Linked DNA regions of Mus musculus: region 1 is linked to region 2. The links are chromatin contacts, called in public HiChIP or PLAC-seq maps. All regions are on one chromosome and are shown on one strand. The core of a region is the stretch at or near the end of the contact, and the rest is flanking DNA. Distances in the headings are between cores, read along the strand shown. Region 1 holds the start of Cdh15 (cadherin 15). Region 2 overlaps Galns (galactosamine (N-acetyl)-6-sulfate sulfatase).

Region 1 (4,413 bases), core at 222-2,721, 250 kb after region 2:
AGGAAAGGGGTGGACAAAGAGCACTTGGAGGTGAACTAACAGCTGTGCGTCAGAACGGCTGTTGGGGCAGAATGGGGGGAAAGGTGTTGTGGTGGACCAAGAGCCACCTGGACGTCTTCATCCAGGCTGATACAGATCTATTGGGGTCGGATCAGCATAGGGTCAGATGGGTGTGAGCGCAGGCAAGTTGGAAAGCCTCTAGCTTGTGGGTAGTTTAAAGCCACTGGACCAATGGAGGCCTGAGGGAGAGAGTGAGGAGGGAAAGCCCAACCAGCCTGGAGTCCCTGGCCACTGGGCCACACACTGCCTGGGGAAGGGGCTGGGAACTCTGGCTAAGCTGACGGGGTTCAGGAAACATGGGCACAAGCCTGGTGCAGCCTTTCTAGTCAGGGACTGGGACCTCAGTCATGTATGTAAATCAACCAAGTCTCTACCAATGCCCGCGGGATCTGTCCAGGACAGTGGAGTGGACCAGCAGGGACCAGGCACCCTCCCTTCGTGCCTGTCTTGGGCCTTGGATCCAGTAACGTCTCCTGCCTTCTTCAGTGCAAGCCAGAAGGATCACGCCCATGGCCGGCTGATGTCAGCGAGGGCCATCCAGAAGCTATCAGCAAAGAAGATATCCCACAAAATCATGGTGACTGCTGCATACATGTGGTGTGGCGGGAGATGCAGGGGGTAGGCAAAGGAGCTCTGGCCAAAGGCAGAGTGGCCCGTGGGGTGAGACCTGGGCCTGAACCCCTTAAGAATAAGCCACATGCCAGTCTTTCTTGCCCTTCACTCAGCCTTCAGGAGCCTCTGATGTGTTCTGGAAGAGCAAACCTGAACAGGCAATCCAAACGTGACCCCCAATCCTCCTGCTCCTTCCTCTGGGTTAGGGGCCACTTTGGGGTTTTTTGGTTTTGCTTTTTGTTTTTTGAGACAGTTTTTCTACATTGTCTGGGCTGGCCTAGAACTCACTATGTAGAGCAATCTGGCCTCTAACTCATAGGGATCTGCCTGCCTCTGGATTAATATTAAAGGTATGGGCTACTGTGCTTGGCTCCCTCCATTCTTCTACAAGCTTGGGTCTCTCTGGACAGCTGCCACAGGCCTCAGTCCCAGCCTACGGCATGCTGAGTTCTTCCCCAATGTCCACTCCCCGCCCCCCTACATGCTGTCACTCAGTCCAGGAGCCCCCTACAACACATGTGCTGACCTCAAAACTTTACAGAGCCTCCCTCAGGCACTGATCACATATGCTGTCACTCAGATCGCCCCCCCCCCCCCATCACTTTGCTCTGGCTCTGCCTTGCATCTTTCACACTACACTCTTGTGGCTGTCCAGGCCCACCTACATGTGCTGTCACTCATCTCTGATCCCGCCCATGACTCTGCCCCCCATGCAGTCACTCAGCCCTAGCCCTGCCCAGACCCCGCCCTGGCCCCGCCCCACCACACACGTGCAGTCCCTTGGCCTGCTCCCCAAGCACTTGCGCTGTCACTCAGCCCAATGCTCTCAGCGTGGGGGTAGAAGAAGCACCACCGCCCGTTCCACCGGCCGCCCAGTCGGCCACTTGTCCTCGGCTCTTCCGCCACTGCCTCAATGGGTTCTGCTCTGCTCCTCGCCCTCGGGCTGCTTGCCCAGGTAAGCTTGTAAGCCCTGTGGCATCCCTTCCTCTAGCTTTGGGATAGCTTTCCTGGGACCACTGGCCTGGAGTGTCTTTGGGGGAACCTGAGAGCTGCGGCCTGCAGTGTCCAGGGTGGGCCGCACTCTCTGAAGCATTGTAGGAAGGGGTGTCCTGTGTTTAGGGGCTTCCAGAGGGAGGGCGACTGACCTGCACATCAGTGAGCAAAATGGTTCAGGACTGGAAGCATCTCTGAGGCACGGGAACAGCCATTGGGCTGTCCCTTCAGTCTGGAAGCATATCACAGGTGCTCCCTGGAGCCTCCCAGAGCCTAAGGGTGGCCAGTCTTGAGAGGTCTTTCTATTCCAGAGCACGAGGCAGAGAGAAGGGGCAGAAAGCCACAGTGTCTGTAACACTTATGCCCCTGGTTGGTCTTGGTGGTGCCTGAGTCTCTACCCAGTGGTCCTAGAGGAGCTGCAACGCTTCCCTACAGGACCTAAGAATCCAGAGAAAATAACTCCAGGCCAGAGTAGCCCAACACACTCTCAGTTCACACTGCCTTTGACCTGACCGGGCCAGCGGCTGTGCCTGGATCCGCCTGGAGATGGAGTGATCTGTGGTCCCCAGATCAGTCAGTCTCTGGTACCCTGTCTTCTTAACATGGCACAAAGAAGGATGGGTAAAGCCCAGGTCCCCAGTTTTTCCTGCTGTTGGCAGTCCTCAGACTGGCTGCTGAATGGTCCTGGACTGGCCAGAACGGGAATGTGGATTCTGTGGTCCCTGCCAGGGTCCCTTTCCACAGAGATGTGCACTGAGGCTGTGGCCAGCCTCTGCGCCCAGAGGCAACAGGTGGCGAGCACAAAGAATTGCTGTGTGTGGAGAGAGGTCAACCAGCATTGCATGGGTGTGTGGTGGGGGGTCCGTCCCTTCCGGGAACACACTTCAGGACTTCCTTGGTTCCCTCAAATTCCCACAAAGCCTTGCAACTCTACTCAAGTTTCAGTTCTCGGCAGCTGACAGGAGCCTGGCCAGAGAGCCCCCCTTGCAGCTGGCCCTGGGTCATCAGCCCTACACTTCCAACCAGCAACACCCCAGCTTTGGGGGCCCACATTCCCTTACCTGGGCACATCTGCTAGGCTAGTTAAGACCCAACACAGAACCCCAGTCTTGTGCATAACGCCCTGACCCATCAGAGCCCCCTCCATACCCTGGGCTGGGATTTGCTCCCCACTGGCTACAGTAACAGCACCCCCAAGGCTGGAGGGTGGGTAGTGTTGGGTAGCATTCTTCTCCCCCTCCATCACCAAGCCCCCCCTCTCTGTTGCACTAGGGCAACTGCCCCCCCCCCAGGCATCTGGAGGCCCCGGCAGTCAGGTGGGGGCAAGGACCCGCCCCGCCCCGAGGCCTGGCCTCCTGCACTTACTTCACAGCAGCACTCAAATTAGCTCCAGTGCCTGGGGAACTTTTCCTACCTCCCCCAAATGTGCCCCCCCCCCAGCTTTAGTGCTTCTGTAGGCTTTTGTCCACACACCAGGTCCTGGGGCTGCTGCCGTCTGGTCATTCTTGCTTCCTTACTGGGCTTTTCCCTGGCTACCCTGGCCCAGCTGCTCTGTCTTGGGCTCCTCTGTTTGGGGTTGGAAGTGGGCTGTGCACGGATTCAGATTCGCAGCTCACTCCATGGCCTCCCTATCCTGGCTCCCTCTGGAATCTGAGCTTCCAGAACTCCATGGCAGCACCAGGGGGTGTATTGCGTTCAAAACTGGTCCCCGCCAGGCCTCAAATTTTAGCTGCTCAGGAAGCTGAAGCAGGAAGATCACAAGTTCACGGCCAGCCTGGGCAATTTACTGATACCTCACCTCAAAAGAAAACTAAAAGCTGCCAAGGCTGTAGCCAGTAGAACACTTGCTAAGCACGCTTGAGATCTGGGGTTCTAATCCCAGTATCATCCACACATTAGTACTAGCACTCATAAAGATGACCCCCTCAGCCCCTGCACTTGGGGTTCAGTCTCTCTAATTGCTACTCCTGAGCTGGGTTGCGGTGCATCACGGATAGTCCAGAGAGATGCCTGCCCACCTCACCTCTGTCTAGGAACCAATGAAGCCGTGTGGAGTCTGCAGGAAAGATGGGTCTCAGCAGTACTTTGGGGGACTAGTCACTGACACTGAGAGAGAGCCTCATCTCTAGCAGGTCCAGCCAGCAGCCTGTAGTGACTCAGGCTGGAGGCAGGCTGCTCACAGTCCTGAGCACTGTGCCCAGCCTGTGCTGGCAGGCAGGCAGGCAGGCAGGACCAATCTGATCGGCAGGGACAGCTGCCTGTCTGCCCCCTCCCCATTCTCCTCTGATGACTGCAGCAGCTGGACAGGGTGGTCCCACAGTGGGAATGTGGGGCCACCTAGGCCAGGCCAACAGCTGGGCTCATTCCTGGCATGCTGGCTGTCCAGGAATGAGGTGGCCATGGATTCCAGCCTGTGGGAGCTGTGCAGGCCTGAGAAGCCTGTGGGAAGTCAATGCAGGGGGGCTTCCTGCCCTCCACCCCAAAGGCCATTAGCTCTGTTAAGATGGAACACACACCTTGCTCTCGTGGCTAGGGCACTTGTGTCTTCCCAGTCAGTCCCATCTCCCTGTCACCAGAACCTCTGCCCAGGATCAGTGCAGGGGCGTGCACCAGTGCTAGACAGCTCTCTCCTTGGCCCCTGGCAATGGCTAATGCTATTCCATTGGTAGTGTTGGTAAAGCCTCTTGCCTGGCCCAAGCACATACTACATGCATAGCAGGATTCTAGTCACCCCACAACTCCTTGGAG
Region 2 (4,408 bases), core at 1,060-3,559:
GGAAGATGGGAGCATGATGCATGCCTGAGGTGATTGGAAGGAGGGGTCTGACTGCCAGTGCATGCATCCGAGTGCGCACGAGCTGTTGTGTGTCTGACAGCAGCAGGGTGCTGTCAGCTCCTCTGAGATGAAGCTGGAGCAAAGGCCCCAATTATACCACTGCAGCCAGGTGCAGCATCAGCGTCTGCTTCGAGGCTGATGAACGTCAGGGTGTTTAAGTAAAGATCTCGGTTATCACAGAGCACAGTGTGTGGGGAGCGTAGTGGAAAGGAAGCCGTAGCTCTGGAGCACGCTACGCTTTCCTCAGAAGGCAAGGCTGACCTCTCTTCCCAGCTGGTGCCGCCTGAGGGTATCTGGCAGGAATAGTGGTGGAAGCAGATGCTCTGAACCCACTGACACAGCAGAGTAGGTTAGGCCTCCTGGGCCTGAGGGAGCTTTGCCAATGCCAGGTCAGGGGCGTAGTCCGGGATTGGATACGGCTCCTTATCGGCCATGCCGAGCATCCCTTCCCAGGAACACCTCATGTGTGTCCCATTTCTCACCCAGTGACAACTGATCCAGTGGCTTCCACAGCTACATGAGGGCTGGCAGAGGTGGTACCGGGAAGAGCAGGTGCAGGTGTGGACCAGGCCCCTCTCCTAAGGGTCAGGTGGTCGTGGCCAGTCTGAGTGTCCACTAGTATCCCACTAACCATGCTTCTTCCACATGTAATGTGCTGACTGCCACGGGCACCCTGTTCTATAGAGGGAGCTGGCCAGATGGCAGGCAGGCCTGTTCAACCAACTGGGAGAGCCACCAACCTGCAAGGCTCTGGCGATTAGTGTGACCTGGGACTTCCGTGTCAAGAGGTCCTCAGCAGAGGGTAATGAGAAGCAGAGGCTCAGTCAGGTTTAGTTTAGAAGCTAGGGACTGAGGGCAGGGCCCAGTCGTTGCTGGGGACACATGGCTGGATGGTTGTTGCCAGCTCTGCCCTAGTGGCTGGCAGGATGGACAGGAGAGCTCTTTGGGATTCCCTTCCCACATACATGCATTTAGAGGGAAGGATAAGGACTGTGGCTGGCAGAATGACAGCTGCTAGGGACTGCATTACTACCTCTGGACTCTGTGGCTATAGGTTCCCACTCAGCAATGGGGATGTAAGAGAGTGGGAGGGACTAAGAATGCATATCATCTGGCCTCTAGGAGACTGGCCTGTACTGCTCATGCGAGCCAGTATTCACAGCAGACTAATGGAGGATCAGAGGGTGGAGGTAAGGAGATGGAGGAAGGCTAGCCCAGCACTTAGCTCCAGAGGCCGAGAGCTAAGGGACAGATCTATCCCAGACTCTCTGAGGAGCCAGCCCCATGACTTGTCACAGAGGCCAGCAGATCCCTGCTCCTGACTGTTAGAGTCAGCCATCTGTCTAGCCCCTAGTCTATGGAGGGAAGGTTCACCATTGCAGGGTAAGCTGAGGAACCCAGACGGAGTCACTGTCTCCAAGGTCACTGGGGAGAGAGGCCAGCTGAGGAGCAGTGACATAAATGCTCTCAGCAGCGAGCACTTAGTGTGCTGACAACAAGTTTCACAGTGGACTCTTCAACAAGGGGTGTGCTTGGGGTTGAGGGTGTTGTCTGGCATGAAGGTGATCAGACTGAGGCCTCAGAAGGATACACACTGCACCCACCTGAGGCCCCCTATCTGGTCTTTGCCACAAAGGCATCAGGGGTCCATCCAGGGCCGCAGCTGTCCCTCGTAGTAAGTCCACAGAACATGGGCAGTCAATCGACTACCAAGCCTCCTTATCACCCAGACACCAAAGCCCCTGAGACCTTGTAGCACATAGAGCTTCAGTGTGGCATGGGGACTCACCTGGCCTGCAGCAATGTGTCCTGGCCACCATGCGATCGCAGGCTCCCTCATCCCGCCTTCAAATGTCGTCTGCTTCCCACACAGGAAGGGACCGTTGCTGCCACCTGAGGACAAGAGTCACCACCCATCAGCTTAAGATATCAGGGCCCAGGTCCTCTGAGAGATCAGGGACACACAGCACCCCTAGCTGGCAAGTGGCCTATCCTGACTTCTGAACTCTTTCTGAGGCACATTTGAGTCCTGAGGTCACGGCAGAGACAAAGGACCAGGAGGATGAGGTCAGGTTGCAGACACAGGTCAGGAAACCTGGGTGGCTCCGAGCCAGGCAGCTAAGATGCTCTGGCCACAGCTCTCCAAAGAGAACAGAAAATTCTTGCCTCACTAAAGCCACCAGCCCACTAGGAGCCATTGCTACAAGAAAGAGGCACAGAAGCCCCTTCCTGTCACAAGCCGCAGACACTTCCTGATGCTTCAGTTAGTGTTCTTAGATGCTAATTTTCACTGGCATCACGTACTGGGGAGGGTCCTACCCCAGGTGCCCTCTGGTCTTTTACTCAGCCTATGGGGCAGGGCACACAGCTGGAGTTTGGAGCCACGAGGCCCTAAACAAGCTTGTGGGAAGCTATCTCCTTTTTATCTCTATCCTAGACTCAAGGAAGATCCCCCGGGGTCTTGGAGCCGGGTGGGCCTGTTCCACAGGGAAAGATGTCACAGCATGAGCTGCCGAGGAGCCATCTCAGGCCCCCAAAGCACAGGGGCAGGGGAAACAAAGCATTTCCTAGTGAAAACTCAACAGGACTCTCATCTCATGGAAATGACAGTCACTGTGCCCTGTGGCTTCCGAGGTACCCCGCTTCTTCTCTGTAGGCAGCAGACATAGCAGCATGAAAAGATGGCAGATCAGAAGCCCAGCAGCTCTGTTCACCCCCACCCTGAGCAGGGCTAACTGCACCGATGGCCATGGGTACCAGATAGCAGGAGATCTGTGTCGGGGGAGGACACCTGGGCTGAAGGCGACCGTGTTCCATTTCTACTTTTTAAGATAGGTATGGGCATATGGGGATTTAATTTTTTAAGTGTTTTAAAATCAAACTCTGACAAGTTTTGTTCAAGAAAACCTTTCCTGGTTCACTTTGCATTAATCTGTTCAGGCATGATTCTAGTAACATTAGAATCACCTGTGTTAATGACGGCCAGTGTGCATACTCCATAGTATTTTCCACTTTAAAATAATTGAACTGAATATCTGAAGTTTGAGCTGGTGCCCAGATCACTATTACTGCCACTGTGGTGACGGACACCAGTTTTGGCCAGTGTGGTACAGTACTGTATTTCCGATTTCCTCCAGGCTTGGGCAGTGGTTGGTGAGGAGAACCAGTTTCGCTTTGCCCTGCCTGGTCATCTTCAGAGTCCGCTTGTATCCTAGCCGGTACTTTTCACGTTGTATAACAACTTGGAGGCTAGAGCTGACAGACTCCAGAGACTTTTTTTCCATCATTTTTGTGGGTAACTTAGATGCAGGATGGCCTCCAAACTACCACACAGGAGAGCAGGCACCGAGATCTTGAGGTAACTGTTAGAAATGATACCATTTCCCTCTGCCAGGCACCTTCTTGCCCTGAGAGTTGGCCGTTAGGTAGCAGTTGAGTTCTGGGTATCTTCTGGGAGGTGATGGGGTCCTGCCCTTTTCTCTGAGATGTATGTGGAAAGCTTGCCTAAGAACTAAGCTTGTCGCCGGGGCCTAGCAAACACATAAGTGGATGCTCACAGTCAGCTATTAGATGGATCACAGGGCCCCCAATGGAGGAGCTAGAGAAAGTATCCAAGGAGCTAAAGAGATCTGCAACCCTGTAGGTGCAACAACATTATGAACTAACCAGTACCCCGGAGCTCTTGACTCTAGCTGCATATGTATCAAAAGATGGCCTAGTCGGCCATCACTGGAAAGAGAGGCCCATTGGACACACAAACTGTATATGCTCCAGTACAGGGGCCAGGGCCAAAAAATGGGGATGGGTGGGTAGGGAAGTGTGGGGGGGGTTGGGGGACTTTTGGGATAGCATTGGAAATGTAATTGAGGAAAATACGTAATAAAAAAAATATTAAAAAAAAAAAAAGAACTAAGCTTGTCTGTAGAGCTGGGCCTTGAGAGATCCCGGGTCATCCTGGCTAGTCTTGCTGGTCTTTTCTATTACCGAACAGCTGTTCTTTGGTTTATGAAGGCTGTACTGGGTTAGTTCACCTGAAACCAGGAAGCCCCAGGGCACTGGGCTGTAGGACTGACTGAGCCACCAGAGGTATCAGAGCCTAAGCTGCCTAAGGGCAGCACAGGCAGCGGAGATTACCGGGCCCTCAGCCTTGACAGGTAGGTAGCCTTGTATTGACAGCTGCGCATCATGGGTGACTGTCTCAGATTCATGCATTGGATGGCTCCCGAGGCTGAAGGTGTTATTGCAGCCACTTCTGTAGCGGTCAAACTGCTCTACCCCAGCACACTAGGTATTCTGCCAAAGCCCTGGCAGCCAACATCTCCTGTAGCCTGAGGCTGTGGAAAACTGG

What was found. HiChIP or PLAC-seq counts read pairs in DNA pulled down with a chosen protein or histone mark.
Region 1: a contact with region 2 is called in an H3K27ac HiChIP or PLAC-seq map of acute myeloid leukemia, with 3 times the contacts expected there. The contact joins the promoter of Cdh15 here to the enhancer-like site in region 2. A contact is called at or near these places in 14 of 39 promoter capture datasets (the C10 cell line, the HPC-7 cell line, cranial neural crest and 9 more), 6 of 115 datasets of contacts at active chromatin or transcription factors (acute myeloid leukemia, craniofacial prominence, embryonic basal ganglia and 3 more) and 5 of 9 other capture datasets (adipose tissue, embryonic stem cells, liver and 2 more).

The regions. Positions count from the first base shown.
Region 1 is chr8:122,846,903-122,851,315 of GRCm38.p6, forward strand. Cdh15 (cadherin 15) reads left to right here and starts at 1,472. Exons shown (of 14, transcript NM_007662.2): 1 at 1,472-1,627. The coding sequence starts at 1,586.
Region 2 is chr8:122,593,917-122,598,324 of GRCm38.p6, forward strand. It overlaps Galns (galactosamine (N-acetyl)-6-sulfate sulfatase), which reads right to left. Exons shown (of 14, transcript NM_016722.4): 9 at 1,850-1,953. It also overlaps the pseudogene Gm45857. Among named protein-coding and RNA genes, the nearest start is that of Galns, 15 kb to the right of the region's middle. Within about 2 kb of position 2,310, at least 33 of the 459 cell types and tissues checked have an H3K27ac peak or open chromatin away from gene starts, as enhancers often do. A contact at or near this core is called in acute myeloid leukemia and hematopoietic stem and progenitor cells, where this site is marked.